Linked DNA regions of Mus musculus: regions 2, 3 and 4 are each linked to region 1. A link is a contact called in public Hi-C data. All regions are on one chromosome and are shown on one strand. The core of a region is the stretch at or near the end of the contact, and the rest is flanking DNA. Distances in the headings are between cores, read along the strand shown. Region 1 has its middle 140 kb from the start of Gm31268. Region 2 has its middle 270 kb from the start of Etaa1. Region 3 has its middle 290 kb from the start of Etaa1. Region 4 has its middle 19 kb from the start of Gm31268.

Region 1 (3,466 bases), core at 482-2,981:
GGAAGGAGGGGGTGGAGGAGGAAGAGGGGTGAAAAGCAGGAGAGCAGGAGGAGAGCGAAGAGAAGTAGCAGGAGACTAACAATTTTAAGAATTCTTCGAAGGAATAATTAAGGTGGCTATGTTGCCTATTGGTCTTAATAGTGGAGAGTTAGGTAGGCTAACCCTAAAGGCACATATTTCTCGTATAATCCTGCTTATCTCACAAATCTTAATGATCACTCACAAAGGAGACTGACTAGGTAGGTGGGTAAGGCTGCCAGCTAAAAAAGGGAGGAAGCAAATATCTACTGTCTAGTGACCTGAAAGCAATTCTTCAAGTCTATTCTAGTAGAAGGAATTTCTTTCTCTTGGAGTAACTTGCAATTAAAAAGCAAAGGGCATGGCCGCGAGAATCGGAACTATAGAGAGAAAATATGCCCTTTCTTATGACACTTCTCAGCACACACAGACTGCAAGTTTGCTCATGTTTTGATAAGACTTTAAATAGAGATGTTTGCATTAAAACTTTTTAAAAAATCCTTTTAGCTTTCAGAAATTCAGTTTGTGGGTGGAAAGGGCATGTTTAAGGCAAGAGAATGTGAGTGAGCTGTGGCTGTGGCTGTGGCTGTGGCTGTGGCTCAGTGGTTGAACACTTTCCTGACTCGGGGTTATAACCCCAGCACCAGAAAAAAGGAATCAACTAAACTAGCACAAATCAAAGATCCCACAGGCTTTAGCTCTGATATGATACTATACCCTAATTATCTAGGCCAACACTTATAGAAATAGATGATGAATAAGTAATTTTATTTTTTGGTAGTCATATTAAAAACATGGGGGAAAAAACTACAGGTGAAATTGATTTAATTATTTTTAAATTTAATCCAATTATTACAAATATCTTCTAAGTATGTAATAGGTATAAAAAAAGCTAATTTGCACCCTTCACAGCACAATCCTCCCCTTAAACTCTTTGCTTTTGTATCCATCGATCCAGCATTATTTAAGCACAGCCACAAGTAGCTTGTGGTTACTAGATTACAGGGGAGGTGGAGATGACATCGGTTATACCTCATTGCACACCTTCCTAGTAAACAGATGCCTCAAGAGAGGATTTTTCATTATGATCATTGTCTGAAGAGTAGAGCTTGTAGGCGTAGACTGTTTAAATAGGAGGTGAAATGTCTCTTTAGACAGGCCATGGATTCCAAATTTTCTGGAAGTTACTGGTTTCCAAGCAGGTAGATGCAAGGCATCTAGTTTTTTACCTGTAGAGGGAGCTCTCTCCCCTCTGCTCTCTCTTTAATTTCAATCCCAACCTTGGTTCTTAGAACCCTGCAGTTCTGAGTTCTTTCACCTGGCTTGGTGGAGAGTTTGTGTTTGGCTCCAAACCAGCAGTACTTTCACAATCTGCACACGTTAAAGGCAGCTAAAATGCTAGGACACCAGCCGGGTGGCGGCTTGAATCTGTGATTCCCAGGCAGTCCAGGGAAATGATAAACAAAAGTCTTTTGTGCAATATTAATAAGCTTTAAGCACTCCCCAGTGAGCCTCTTGTCATCCAAGTAAGTCATGTGTATCAAAAGCCCTTATACGTGGAAGTTTGTTTTCATATCTGGCCCACGATGAATGGGAGCCCCCTTTGCCATGTTGTAAAACAAACATTTGTTTATTTTCTGAGCAGAGCTGGCAGTACGACTCAGAAACTGGAGCTGAATGGAGAGCCCCTTTCCAAGGAGGCGCCTTTGAAAACCCTCTGCCGCAGCTTTCCAACTGTCAACTGATCCTGAACTGGGTTTACATTAAGACAATAACAGTGTTTCCTAAATAAATAAGTTAGAGACACCCGTGGGCCTTAATCAAACCCATAAATGGCTTGTAGGGTGGGCCAAAAGGTTTTTTTTTTTTTTTTTTTTTTTTTGCTGTGCAGAGAAATAACGTCTAGTTCATCTTACCATGTATGGGAAGCTTGTGTTTTTGAGACAGAAGGGTTTCTTTATGGTAATTATACTGTTTTTTTTTTTTTTTTTTTTTTTTTTAAACCAACAACAAAAACAAAAACCGCCTGATAGAGCTTTCTCTGGACCTCTGGGACAAAAGAATGTGACACTTTTCTTGGGTGAATGCCACGGTGCCAAGCAGGCATTTTCTAAAGAAGAGAGGTGTGGTCACCCTCCCAGTCGATAATGTAACCCCCTCCTGGCACGTAAAGAAAATAAATGAAAGCTGTAAGATGAACCATCTGCTACTGCGATCTGGCTTCTTTCTTCGTTGACTTGGGGCTTCCGGGAATTCCTTTCACTCCAACAAGTTTCAAGCACAATGGCCTTAGAGGCAGAGGGTGGAAACCAGGAAGCACCACTGAGCGCCGGGAGCTTGGGTTTCTGCGGGTTTTCCCGGAAGGCGGGAATTTCAGCCTCTTACTGGAAGCTGCGTTTCTCCCGTAAAAGACACATTCTAGGGAAAGACTGAAAGCTGAAGAGCTGAAACAACAGTTGCATGTAAATGAAAACAAAAAATTAAATACTACTGCGCATCGTAGGAAGTCTGTAGAGATTCTTTCATACAGGTATCCTCAGCTGTACGGAATCATCATTTGCAACTTTCAGAAACAAAAGCTTGACTATAATATATGTATAATATGACTTTGGTTATAGCACATGCATAATTTTATAACTTACTTTTGGAAGGCTTGGATTTTTTTCATGTGCATTTCCTCAGACTACCATCTAATATTTATAATAATCATTTTTCATTATTATAACTATGTATAATATACAACTAATATTATTACAATGTTATAATAACATAACCAATATTATAACATTGTTTCCACGGATGTACAACTTTCCAAGTAGATGTACTATAATTCACATGTCTGCCTTTTTCTTTCAGGCAACATGGGATGCTTATGATTGCTTTCACAGCACAATTTCTTTCTTGGAGAAATATTAATTGGGATAACCACAAAGTTATTAATACTTAGGGATTTTTAACACACAATATCATATGGTTTCCCAGAAGGACTTGAAAACAAACTGCTTTTCTAACTGCAACCACTCACTACAGTGTAGTCTTCTTAGCTTTCACTTCCTCTTTGCCCTTTCTGTCTGTCTAGAACAATCCCACCACTCACATGTCCTTCTTTAAACACCTTCACATAAGCATTTCATCTATGTGTAAAAGTGGTTCTCGGATACTGTCTCTCTGAGACCTTAGGAGAGTATGCCAAATTCAACCTATTTTTATTATTACAGACAAGAGTGTTTCATTTTGTAGCACATTGCTAATTGCTATGGTTTTGTCTTGTATAAGATGTACTTACTTGTGGGCTAATGCGTAATTTATATTCATTTCTGAACCTTGCAATCATTTGTGCTAATGTGGTAGACACACTTTGAGAAATCTGCCCAGGCCAACAGATTACCGAAACCTATGAATTAACCCCTGTGCTTGGTCATGCGACTCCCTCACTCCTGCCACATCC
Region 2 (3,466 bases), core at 463-2,962, 220 kb after region 1:
AGGATTATGTAATGTCCATAAATTCCAAGAGACTTCTTAATTCCACACATAAGAAATGATATTTTTGCACAGTAGACATATTCATCAAAGGACAATGACCCTTGAGATACAAGGTCAGATGAACTGAGTTCTATTGCTGTCACAACCTCAGGAAAAATTCACAGTGATGATTTGGAGAGGGAAGACCCTGAGTGATCACAGTGCAGGATGCCCCAAAGGAAACTGATATACAAAGAAAATTCTAGCATTCTGTGGAGGGTCCAAACCCAACAATAAAAGATGCTGGACCTGGTAATAACCCTGTGAATAAGAATGCCTGAAATAAGGTGATCAGGAAATTATCTAGGTCATGGGGACTTTGAAATGTGAGAGATGACAAGATAGGCAGTTGTTGAAATGAATGAAGAGAATTCCCAGCTGAGTAACTGCCAGGCAATAGGGACTTAAGGTGGGTCAGAATGAAGACATTTATAGAACTGTCTAGGGGACCATGTGATAAATGTGTAGGAAGAGAGAGGAAGGTAGGGGTGTTGCAGAGTGGAGCAAGAGTCACACACACACACACACACACACACACACACACACACACACACACACACACACGGACTTGAAATTGCTCAGGAACTAGACTTCCTTCTAAACACAAAGGAAGAATGCTGCAGTGTTTTCAGTCTGTACATGAGATAGCCCAGTTTACTTTAAAACACAGAGAACTACAGAATGGAAGGTTAGGAGCACACAAGGAAGATAGGACACAACTTGACGTAAAGATGAGCAGTGCTAAAAAGATGAAAGCTGTGACAGATGAGGGATAAGAAATAGGCACATATTTTTGAAGCAGAGCTGACAGGCCTTAATGGGAAAGCTGAACATGAGTAGGACCTATCAAATAGTGAAGATGGACTATGGCCCAGGTGTGCCTGAGTCCAAGGTTTTTTGTACTGAGTGTTGTCATTAACATGCTAGACAGTCACTATGGATGGCATATGTCACTCATGGCTGGAGCATAAGAACATGCTCAGCCATAGACACTGTTATCAAGGACACTGGCAGTGGATATAAAATAAAGTTAGTCTAGGGACTAAGTGAGCTTGGACCAAGAATTACAGAGTTAGATAAATTGTATTGGCAAAAAGGAATTAGTGTTGTGTGAGGGCAGTGGAGTCAAAGACCTAGAGGTGGGGGTTCACATAGATGTCATGGAATAATAAAATAGATGTCCCACATGAATCAACTATGCAGAGAGCAAGGTATGAAAAGATAGTTGTGGGTGGAACTGAAAAGTTAGATAAATTGTGTATAGTATAAAAGTTTTAAATGGAAACTCTCAAACCAATTTATCCTCATCATGGAGCTATTGATTCATAATAGGGAATTAATGTCATATATTACATTCCTCATAGCATCATTTTAAGTAAAAGTTGGGAGTAGCACCATTCATTGGCAAGCATATAGGCATAACCGAGCATAAATAGCAAAAGCAGAATATGAAACTTTATGTTATGTATTTCTATCACTTCGTATAAATGAAAAACATTTTCTTACCTCTGCCATCTTTTTCTTCTCCTCTGTTCCTTTACATTTGACTCTAAGTAGAAATGCACTATGTGTCTTGACTGTGGGGATATGTCTGCTATCTATGAGAGCTGGAACTTCCCTTAGACTTATGGGAACATACAGATTTTGCAAACAGCATTATCCTTTACCATTAATTTTTTTTCTGAAAAACTGTAGCCAACTCCCAGTACAATTGAGAGATTCATAAATTGGGTCATGTAAATACAAGCCTCCATGTTTCCAGCTCTGTGGATATAGGGAAAGACCCTGGGGGAATCTGCTGGAATCTCAGTAGTTGGTTCTGAAACCCAAGGGTGTCACTGCCAATCTTGGGTCCCAACCTCAGGGCTGGCTGGCTGATAAGCCGTTTATGAGCTCAGTTGCAAATTGCTTCCAACTGAATCTTACGTACTGAAATATTCACCTCTGAGCTTCCAGCTGTGCAGTGAAAGGAAATGAGTCATTTCTGAAATTGTAACAACTGAATCAAGCTCTGCTGCTTTTTTTCAGCCCAGATTCCACGCTGTATTCAAATGAAGGACAATTGGCATCAATATACTTTATTACCACCTTTACTCGCATCAATCTTCTAGTGTACTGAGCTTGCCTAGGATCTAAATTAGTTTTATATGAATCATTGGTCCAGTGTGCTATTATTCACACTCTGTCTGTACACACACACACACACACACACACACACACACACACACACACACACACACACACTTCTCAATCCTTGGACAAAGTGCTCCATCTAGTCAAATGATTCCTCCTTTGGTGGGAAAAAGTCAGAACGTTTATTAAGAAAGATTCATAGATTTAAAACTTAGTTTTTGTTTTGAGCCCCATGAGCAACATTATTCATTCTATATAAAATTTTTGAACACATGAGTAAAAAGAATGTGTTTCTACACATTTTTGCCTGTTTCATATGCAACAGCTCTATTTCCCGACGAGTGACATATTTTTCCATCTTGCTACTCACAATATGCAAAGCTCTGACATTTGACTCAGACTACAAGCTCAAGAAGGTTAGTGTACATTTAGTCCATCATAGAATACAAACTTCTGTTGTTTAGAGAACAGTTGTTTGCTGGTCATTGTTACACACCATCTAAAACCCTTTATTTAAAAAGATCTTAAAAAGGAAAAAGTCAGAAACTGGATGCCCAGATCACTTAAACTAGTCTTTTACTAGGCCTTGACATTGCCATGGGTTCTTCTGTCTCTGTACGTTTGCTGAGCCAACTTCTATCTTTCTCTATTGAGTTCTGTTCCTTCAACATGGCACTGCCAGTTCTTTTGCAGAGTCACTTAACTGTACAGAACTAACCTGGTGACCTCCTCTTTTGAGATCATTCCTTTAGCTTCTTGCTGCTTTAGGTTACCAATTATACTCTCATTCCTCTGTCCAGCCTTTGAACTAGATTTAGGTAGGTATCTACAAACGATGTTGAGGCAGATGGTTTCCATCTCAGAATCTCCAGTCTTCCAGCTCCTATCTGGGAGTTCCTCGTTCAATTTTCCATATCTGTTAACCTTTGTCCTTCTTCCTTTTCTTGTATCTGTTGACATTTGCCCTTCTTTTATCCTTTAGGAAAACAACAGTAGTATGATCCTACTGGGCCTATGACTCCTAGAGTCCTGAGCATTTGACCAGGCTTTCAGTACCAGGTCTGGATTCTTACCTGTGGAGTAGGCTCAAATCTAATCAGAAAGTGGTTGGTTACACCAGTAACCTTTGTGCCACTATTGTACTTGTGGATATATTTTGCCTAGTTCATTCGTATCAGTGTACAGGGCTGGCTTCTGGAATACTATTGGTGTCATTTCTCTTTGAAGAGAGATCTATAGAGCATTTCCCAACACTGTGATACCTAGTCAGCATGGGGGAAGTTTTACATAATTT
Region 3 (3,466 bases), core at 320-2,819, 200 kb after region 1:
CACAGGCAGCATAAGTAGGAACTAAGTATACACAGAGCAACTCTGCAACTCTCTATCTAACATCCATCCATCCATCCATCCATCCATCCATCCATCCATCCATCCATCCACCTATCATTCCTAAAGTTTTCTGAACCTAGAAATAAGTCTGGCCACATGTTCTCTTTGATGAAACCCATTTCATCCTGGGGTGGTGGTCCAGTCTTTCCATTGATGTCATCCGCAGTTTCTATTTACCTTGGGAGTAATTCCTTAACCTCTGACTTCCTGTGTAATGGTGACAGCATCCCTTTCTTGTGCAAAGGACAATGACTATGCTGTAGTACCATTGTAGTCACTCTAGATGAGCAGTTTGCCCTTCCCTGTCTTTTCAGCCAGCCTACAAGAGTGAGACAACATGAGTGAGGAAGCAATGAAAGGCCAAGCAGAGCAAAAATATGTACTATTAGTTCAGTGAATGAAATTGAACTAATTATGATGGAAATGCAAAACTATCTGGTAGATTTTCAAACACCAGTCCTTTGAAAGCTTTATTTTTTGAACTTCCCAGATACTTATAACAACATATAACCCCTAAAATGAGTAGATACCTGTATTGCTATCTTACGAAATGGTGTAGAAAGTAGGGTTTTTTTGTTTTAAGAAAGGCCGTCATCATTACCATTTTCTTCCTGTGTTTCACTTGTACATCTTTTAAATTATAGCTATTATAATAAAATGATGAATCATCGACTATCTTTATGGGATTACTTCAATATTCACAATGTACAGCATTTCTTCCAGGGCTTAGATAACAAAGTACATTTTCAGGACTTTGGGGATATTTTTCCTTTTGTCTGACAAGAAAACCACTGGTAACTTTCTCATGCCTACTGTTGTCTATAATGATGATGGTTATTTTGATGATAATTTTATTATTGTAATTATATGAATATGCTACATTCCCCTATTAAATATTTGCCTGTTATGAAAATATATGTAGGGGAAGATTTAAATTAGAGTGAGCCATGGTTTACACTGGGTTCTTACCTGAGAAGATTTTTATGTTCCTACTGTGGAAAGCCTCTTTGGTTTTCTAGGAAGTTGGAAAAATAAACACACAGAAGAGCAATTTTTAATATAACTGAACCAAAGATTCTTCCCTAGTAAGAGGCAGAGACAGGCCTTCCTATGGTTGCTTCAGACATCCATTCTTGAGTATTATGCATGCCATGTATCACTCTCCAAATCTTGGAAATCGGCTGTAGAGGTATAGAATACACATTTCTGTTTTTATGCCACAGATCACAGATAAGCATAAACAGAAACTAGATACATGTAAGTCGAACTCAGTATAGAGTGACCTAGTAAGCAGTGAGTTAGACCTCGCTGCAGGATCTGAGCATCCAGCCCACAGGCGACTCTGGGCTGTGTTAGGTAAGCTGCCTAGAATGGTTTATTTTTAAAGCCTTGTGCCTTGTTTGTGTGTAGTCCATTTTTATGTTGCCTCTTACTCTGGGTTCTTCAGCCTTCGCTGCGAGCTGGCTGCTTTATGGAGCTCTTGGGAGGACCTTGCTATGATGAAATTGGAATGCCTGTGCTCCTCACCTCTCTGCCAATTTGGGTTTATTTCTGTGCGGACACAGGTTTGGCAGGCTCTCCTGTTGACAATTATAGGCTAAATCCATTTCGGGCTGTTCGCCAAGCTGGGCCCACAAAAGGAAATCAAAGGAAAGGATAAGCAAGTGTGTTAGGGAGAATAATCTACAGGGACCAAGTCCAGGCTTTAAATTTGAGGATGTCCAGGGTGGGAATTATAATGGTGGATGAGTGGAACAGATTAACGTACATTTGCAAAGATTTATTCTGTGATATGAAATGTCTACTTAGAGCAGTTTTAGATGGCAAAAGAGCCCTACTAAGCAGCCTGGGGACTGAGGAAACTGGGCTCGTTAGTAGATTAAACTACTTCATTTTGTGACTTGTCAAGCTGTGTATTGTTATGGAAAGTCACCTCAGTTACATATGCTTCTTCATCCTTTTTATGGTGAACAAAGTGAATTGACGCATGTGTGCAAAAGTGCTACAATGAAACCTATTACTTTGTATGGCGACCTAAAACTTTTAATTGGAAAAAATAAATAAAAGATCACTCTGTCCTCCTGTCCTCCTGTCCTCCTGTCCTCCTGCATGCACTTCCCATAGATACCTTTCAGTGAGCTTCTTGCTTCTAAAGCTTCCTGGAAGATCCAATGAGTGCAGAAACAGAGTGGCCGAGGGGACAGGCTTGCAAGGAGGCAGGAGCTAGAAGTAGGCATATGCCTGCAGCTATTGATCCTGCCTGCTGCCCAGAGCAGGTTTCAGTGGTTTCTTTGAGAAGTGCACTATCTCAGTCTTGGGTAGATAGGTGCCAGTGGATTATTAGTTTTGTGAAATGACCTTGTCAGGATCGGGAACTGTGAACAGCACCCAGGACTTTTGAATCCAAGGGAAGCTACACATCAACGACTCATTTGAAGATCTGTGTCTCCTTCTTCCTCATAGACAATCTGTGACATATTGTCCTGGCAACTTCTTTTTAATAGTACCCTCTTCCATAACCTGGGCAGGAACATACACAGGGAAAAGTCAACACAGTTCAACAACTTTATAGGGAATCATTCAGATCTGGATGTGGGGCTATCACATGCAATTACAACTCAATAAATACAGAAGCAAGCAGGTCATTGAATCTAAGTTCTCATCTTCGTTTGATAAGCATTCAAACAGCTTTGGATAATGAGGTTGGTCAACTAAACATTTTATTAAAATCTCCAAGTAACAAAGAGATATGAAATAGTACTCCTTTATACTTGCCAAGAAATTTTCACACCAATCCCTCCCTGATGTCTAACATCAGAAAGGAAAAAAACAAAACAAAACAAAACAAAACAAAACAAAACAAAACAAAACAAAAAACAATCTGAGGCCAGGGTCAGGAAGAATGTGAGAGATCACTGGTTTCTGTAAAGACCATGGCCCAAAGGCAGCAAGGCCCCAAACTACTAAATTACAGCAATAAAACGTTAAAGCAGACATATTAGATCAACAGTCTTGGATAGCATACCATATGCTTCATTGCAAAGCTTAGTGTGAATAAAGAACCAAGTGGGAAGGCCTGAGAGTGTGGCTTTTATAGTCATATTCTGGCAGCATTTTATGGTTTGCTAAACATTGGTGTGGTAGCTAGAATAAAAGATATCTAAACCAGATGAAAGAAGATAAAGACACCCAATGGAAAGCTCTGGCCTGACCATGGGATGCCAGATTGTAGTCCTGTTGCCACCACCGGTTCAGGGACAAGCTAGTTTAAACTCTCCAAGCTTTCACCTTTTACACTGGCGGGATTGCAGCAGATGCTGTAAGTGCCTACTGTAGAAAGCTGATTTGAGAATTATCCGAGATAAAATATGTAAAGCATTTTATATATTGGAAACTACTATCCACA
Region 4 (3,466 bases), core at 702-3,201, 150 kb before region 1:
GTCTAATGTTGTGATGGTAAGAATTTTTGATTTTATTCTAATAACATATATAAATAACTGAAGAGGTTTGGACAGTGAGAAAGGAGCAACTTGATGTTCGTATTTTAGAGCTCAGTGCGTGGTATTTCCATAGTCAGTATGCCTGCTGCAGCTATAGCTTACATCGGGGGCCTTGAGTTAGAGACCAGAGCACATGACTAGAAGGATGGAAAAACAAGACTCACAGGGCACATGGGCTATGGGGTCAGGGCAGGTGTTATGTTGTATCTGATTCATATCTTTCTTGATTTGTGATTTTCTCTGGAATGCTACTTCCAGGATACAGATGTCTGGGAAGGCAGGTGACTATGTTCCTTTGGGGATGGGGCTTTGCTAGTCACATGGAAAAATTGAAGACAACTTTAGACTGCAGGCATTAACCAGTGAATAATGGTAGATTGTGGACTTCTGTCAAGAAAAAGTGAAAGCAGAAGGAATGGACAGGAAGTAGAAATGATTTCATCATTTTCTATAAAGAAGGAGTGTTATTATGAGGATATTTGAGGAATTGTATGTTTCAGTGATGTTGGGGGGATGCAGAGTTAATGGTATGACTGGGGGAGGTATTGACTCAGCTTGAGAAGAGATGAGTGGAGACTAGGTAAAGACCCTGAGCCACTACATAATTATAGGCCATATAGGGTGTGTAATGCAAGATTAAAGGGGGCTCTGTTCACACTGGGGACAACATTCTCTATGTTACTAGAGGTAAGAAATGTGGACTATTCCAGGTAATGAAAGTACAGAAAATTGGATGGCAATCCTGTGTACGTGTTAAATCATGAGGAAGTTCAGAAAGAACTGGGTGAAGAGTATACAGGATACATATACATGAGAGAATTCCAGAAAGGTGAGATTACTAAGTGGAAAGGGATTTGGGCAACAGGAAGAGAACAGTCACCATTTGAAGTAACATTGGAGATGATGTTACCTCCTGACTGTGACATGATGCTACAGAAAGTAGTTTCACCACCTGCAAGGGACTTTTTTTAGGAACTGTGTTTGTTGAGAGCTGGTTGTCAATATAAGAGAGCCATGGGCCTTTGATCATCTCACTATGGAGGGCACAGTGGGAAGGTTTGAACGGGAAGGGAGAATTGGGTTTTGGTTCCATGGTCAGGAACTAAGAGGGCATAACTGTGGAAGAGATAACTCATGGAAGAGTAGATTAAGTTGAAGATGAAGGAAAGATCCAGATCCAGGACCTCTGACGTCATAGCCTAGGCTTGTTTTTAGTCAGGGTCTTAGCCTTAGGACTATGTGTTTTAGAAAGGTTTTAGGAGAACTTTTGCTGGAAGGGGCCAGTTCATGCTTTGCAGGATGTGTAGGGACAGCTCAACATTTTACTTAAGTTATCTCAGTGGCAAATAGAGGCTGAGGTTATCAAACTTGCCTCCAGATATTCCTAAGTATCTGTTGGGGCGGGGGAGGGAGTAAAATCATTTCAGTTTTGTGCCATGGAGAGACTATAGCTCAAAGTTGCGGGACCTAGATGCTCATGTCCTTGCAGCTGAGAAATAACAATGGATATCTCTTTATTCTTTTATGTATTTTGCCTTAGAAAATTATAGCTTACGTGTGTGGGCTTTTTAAGCAAACAGGAGACTGTAGATTGCCTGCCATCAGAAGAAGTTGTCATTGTTGGTTTTCAGAGATTCTTCATTTAGAATTCCTTTCCATAAAACAGCCTCAGAATCAAAGCTTCTGCAGGAATCGAAGGAGGAGGTGTTAAAGTGCAAAGTGGTTCTGATGGTCTGGGTAAAATGAGAGAGAGTAGGTTTCTGTTGTGACTGTCCCCAGAGCTATTTGGCATGAGTACAAAGCTTTGAGAGTAGCAAAGCTGTCCTCTGTGGAGAGCTGGTCTGCAGTGCCTGGGTGAGCAGAGCCCAAGAGGCACTTGGCACAGCTCCTGCAGACTTCATTCCCATGCCAGTTGGATGGGATTCGTTGAACTGTGCTTGGTGCCAAGGACAGGGTGGGAAAGGCGAAGTAAATTCAGACAAAAGAAGGGGTGAAGCGCCTGAAGACAGGCTTTTCCAGCCTTTCTTATGTGCTCTCAGCTGCACTGAAGATGCAAATATTTCGACTGCAGCCATAGCCCTTTTGGAGAAATAGCAGGGCATACTGAACATGGTGATAGTATCACCTCTATTCACTGGACAAAAGACTTTATTGTATAACAAAATAAAACATGTTTTCCTTCCAGTTACTGCTTTGTGACAGTCTTTAAAAATGAGTATACAAAGGAGTTATCCAGAAACTTGGCAAAAGTTATTTTAGACTTGTTCCTTCCAAAATATCTGATTGAAAGAGTTCTCAGCTGGTTTTCCTGGCTTGCTGAGCAGTTTTCAAACAGTCTCTTTTTCTGGTCAGTTGTGAGTAGGAGGAATTAACAGAAGTAGTTGCATCTTATTTCTGACATTTATAGGCATACTTATTCCAGGCTGATTAACTGTTAATGTAGAGGGCAAGTTCAGGCTCTTGTCAGGACGAGAGTTCACGTCTGATGCCCTGGGATACTGGAGTACCTCCTCTCCCCCACGCAGAGGATCAGCACCCCTCTCCCTTCCAGTGCCACACTTCAGGGCCTCTTTTCAATTTTTTAATGAACTATGATGTTAATTTTTTACTTCCAGAGTTTATTTGAGTTCTCAAATATCCTTAGGAGTGAAACACTCCATGTGACCTGAAGATGAAACTTATTCTTCCCAGTAAAAAAAAACAAAACAAAACAACTAATTGAGATATTCTTCCATTTAATACTTCAGGAGCAGAAGATGCAGGCAATTTCTCACGAGTACAATCCTGAACAGTGTATCTCACGTGCCACAGACTGGATGATTCCAGTACCACTCATGTAATATGCCAGAGTGATGAAGACAGAGAGGGGGCCTGAGCAATGGTTGAAACAAGGGTGTGACTGGGGATGGCAAAGGAATTCCTTTGTGGGGACAGAGAGGTGCCATATCTGGATGAGAGGTGTGGTCACACAGCCCACATGGGATAAGCTGTCACAACACTGTATGAAAACGATGCATGCTAGAAAGCACAACCAACAACAGTCTGTGCAAAAAGAGATGAAATCCGAGGAAAGCCGGTGCTTGGTTAACTGCGTAGAGTTAGTGTAGATTCCTTGGTTTTGATAAGATGTATAAAATGGTGCCATTAGAAGAAGCTGGGTGATAGCACATAAAAAATTCTTTGCACTATTTTTGGGACTGATTGTGAATCTTAAGAATTATTTCAAACTAAAAATTAAAAATAAGCTATAAAACAAGCCTGGGGTCAAATAGCCTCACAAATGATAGTTGACTAAGGAATGGATGAATGGATGAATGAATGAATGAATGAGGTGAATTGCTGAGTAAGCAAAAAATATGTCAGTATCCTGTTAAGGATTTAGGAGACAGATGAAAATAGAGTTTTA

What was found. A called contact is a pair of places that touch in the nucleus more often than the background predicts.
Region 2: a Hi-C map of the N1E-115 cell line shows a contact between it and region 1, with 4 times the contacts expected there. The contact joins two enhancer-like sites. A contact is called at or near these places in 1 of 39 promoter capture datasets (liver), 33 of 484 Hi-C or Micro-C datasets (the C2C12 cell line, the N1E-115 cell line, adipose-derived mesenchymal stem cells and 15 more) and 4 of 115 datasets of contacts at active chromatin or transcription factors (astrocytes, embryonic fibroblasts and embryonic stem cells).
Region 3: a Hi-C map of uterus shows a contact between it and region 1, with 4 times the contacts expected there. The contact joins two enhancer-like sites. A contact is called at or near these places in 1 of 39 promoter capture datasets (the 3T3-L1 cell line) and 5 of 484 Hi-C or Micro-C datasets (cortical neurons and uterus).
Region 4: a contact with region 1 is called in a Hi-C map of cerebellum, with 2.6 times the contacts expected there. The contact joins two enhancer-like sites. A contact is called at or near these places in 6 of 484 Hi-C or Micro-C datasets (astrocytes, cerebellum, cerebral cortex and 3 more), 2 of 115 datasets of contacts at active chromatin or transcription factors (both in astrocytes) and 1 of 9 other capture datasets (embryonic stem cells).

Annotation. Positions count from the first base shown.
Region 1 is chr11:17,458,845-17,462,310 of GRCm38.p6, forward strand. No RefSeq gene overlaps it. Among named protein-coding and RNA genes, the nearest start is that of Gm31268, 140 kb to the left of the region's middle. Within about 2 kb of position 1,732, at least 50 of the 459 cell types and tissues checked have an H3K27ac peak or open chromatin away from gene starts, as enhancers often do. A contact at or near this core is called in the N1E-115 cell line, cerebellum, neural progenitor cells and 1 more, where this site is marked.
Region 2 is chr11:17,679,184-17,682,649 of GRCm38.p6, forward strand. No RefSeq gene overlaps it. Among named protein-coding and RNA genes, the nearest start is that of Etaa1, 270 kb to the right of the region's middle. Within about 2 kb of position 1,713, at least 7 of the 459 cell types and tissues checked have an H3K27ac peak or open chromatin away from gene starts, as enhancers often do. A contact at or near this core is called in the N1E-115 cell line, where this site is marked.
Region 3 is chr11:17,662,487-17,665,952 of GRCm38.p6, forward strand. No RefSeq gene overlaps it. Among named protein-coding and RNA genes, the nearest start is that of Etaa1, 290 kb to the right of the region's middle. Within about 2 kb of position 1,570, at least 19 of the 459 cell types and tissues checked have an H3K27ac peak or open chromatin away from gene starts, as enhancers often do. A contact at or near this core is called in uterus, where this site is marked.
Region 4 is chr11:17,304,265-17,307,730 of GRCm38.p6, forward strand. No RefSeq gene overlaps it. Among named protein-coding and RNA genes, the nearest start is that of Gm31268, 19 kb to the right of the region's middle. Within about 2 kb of position 1,952, at least 38 of the 459 cell types and tissues checked have an H3K27ac peak or open chromatin away from gene starts, as enhancers often do. A contact at or near this core is called in cerebellum and neural progenitor cells, where this site is marked.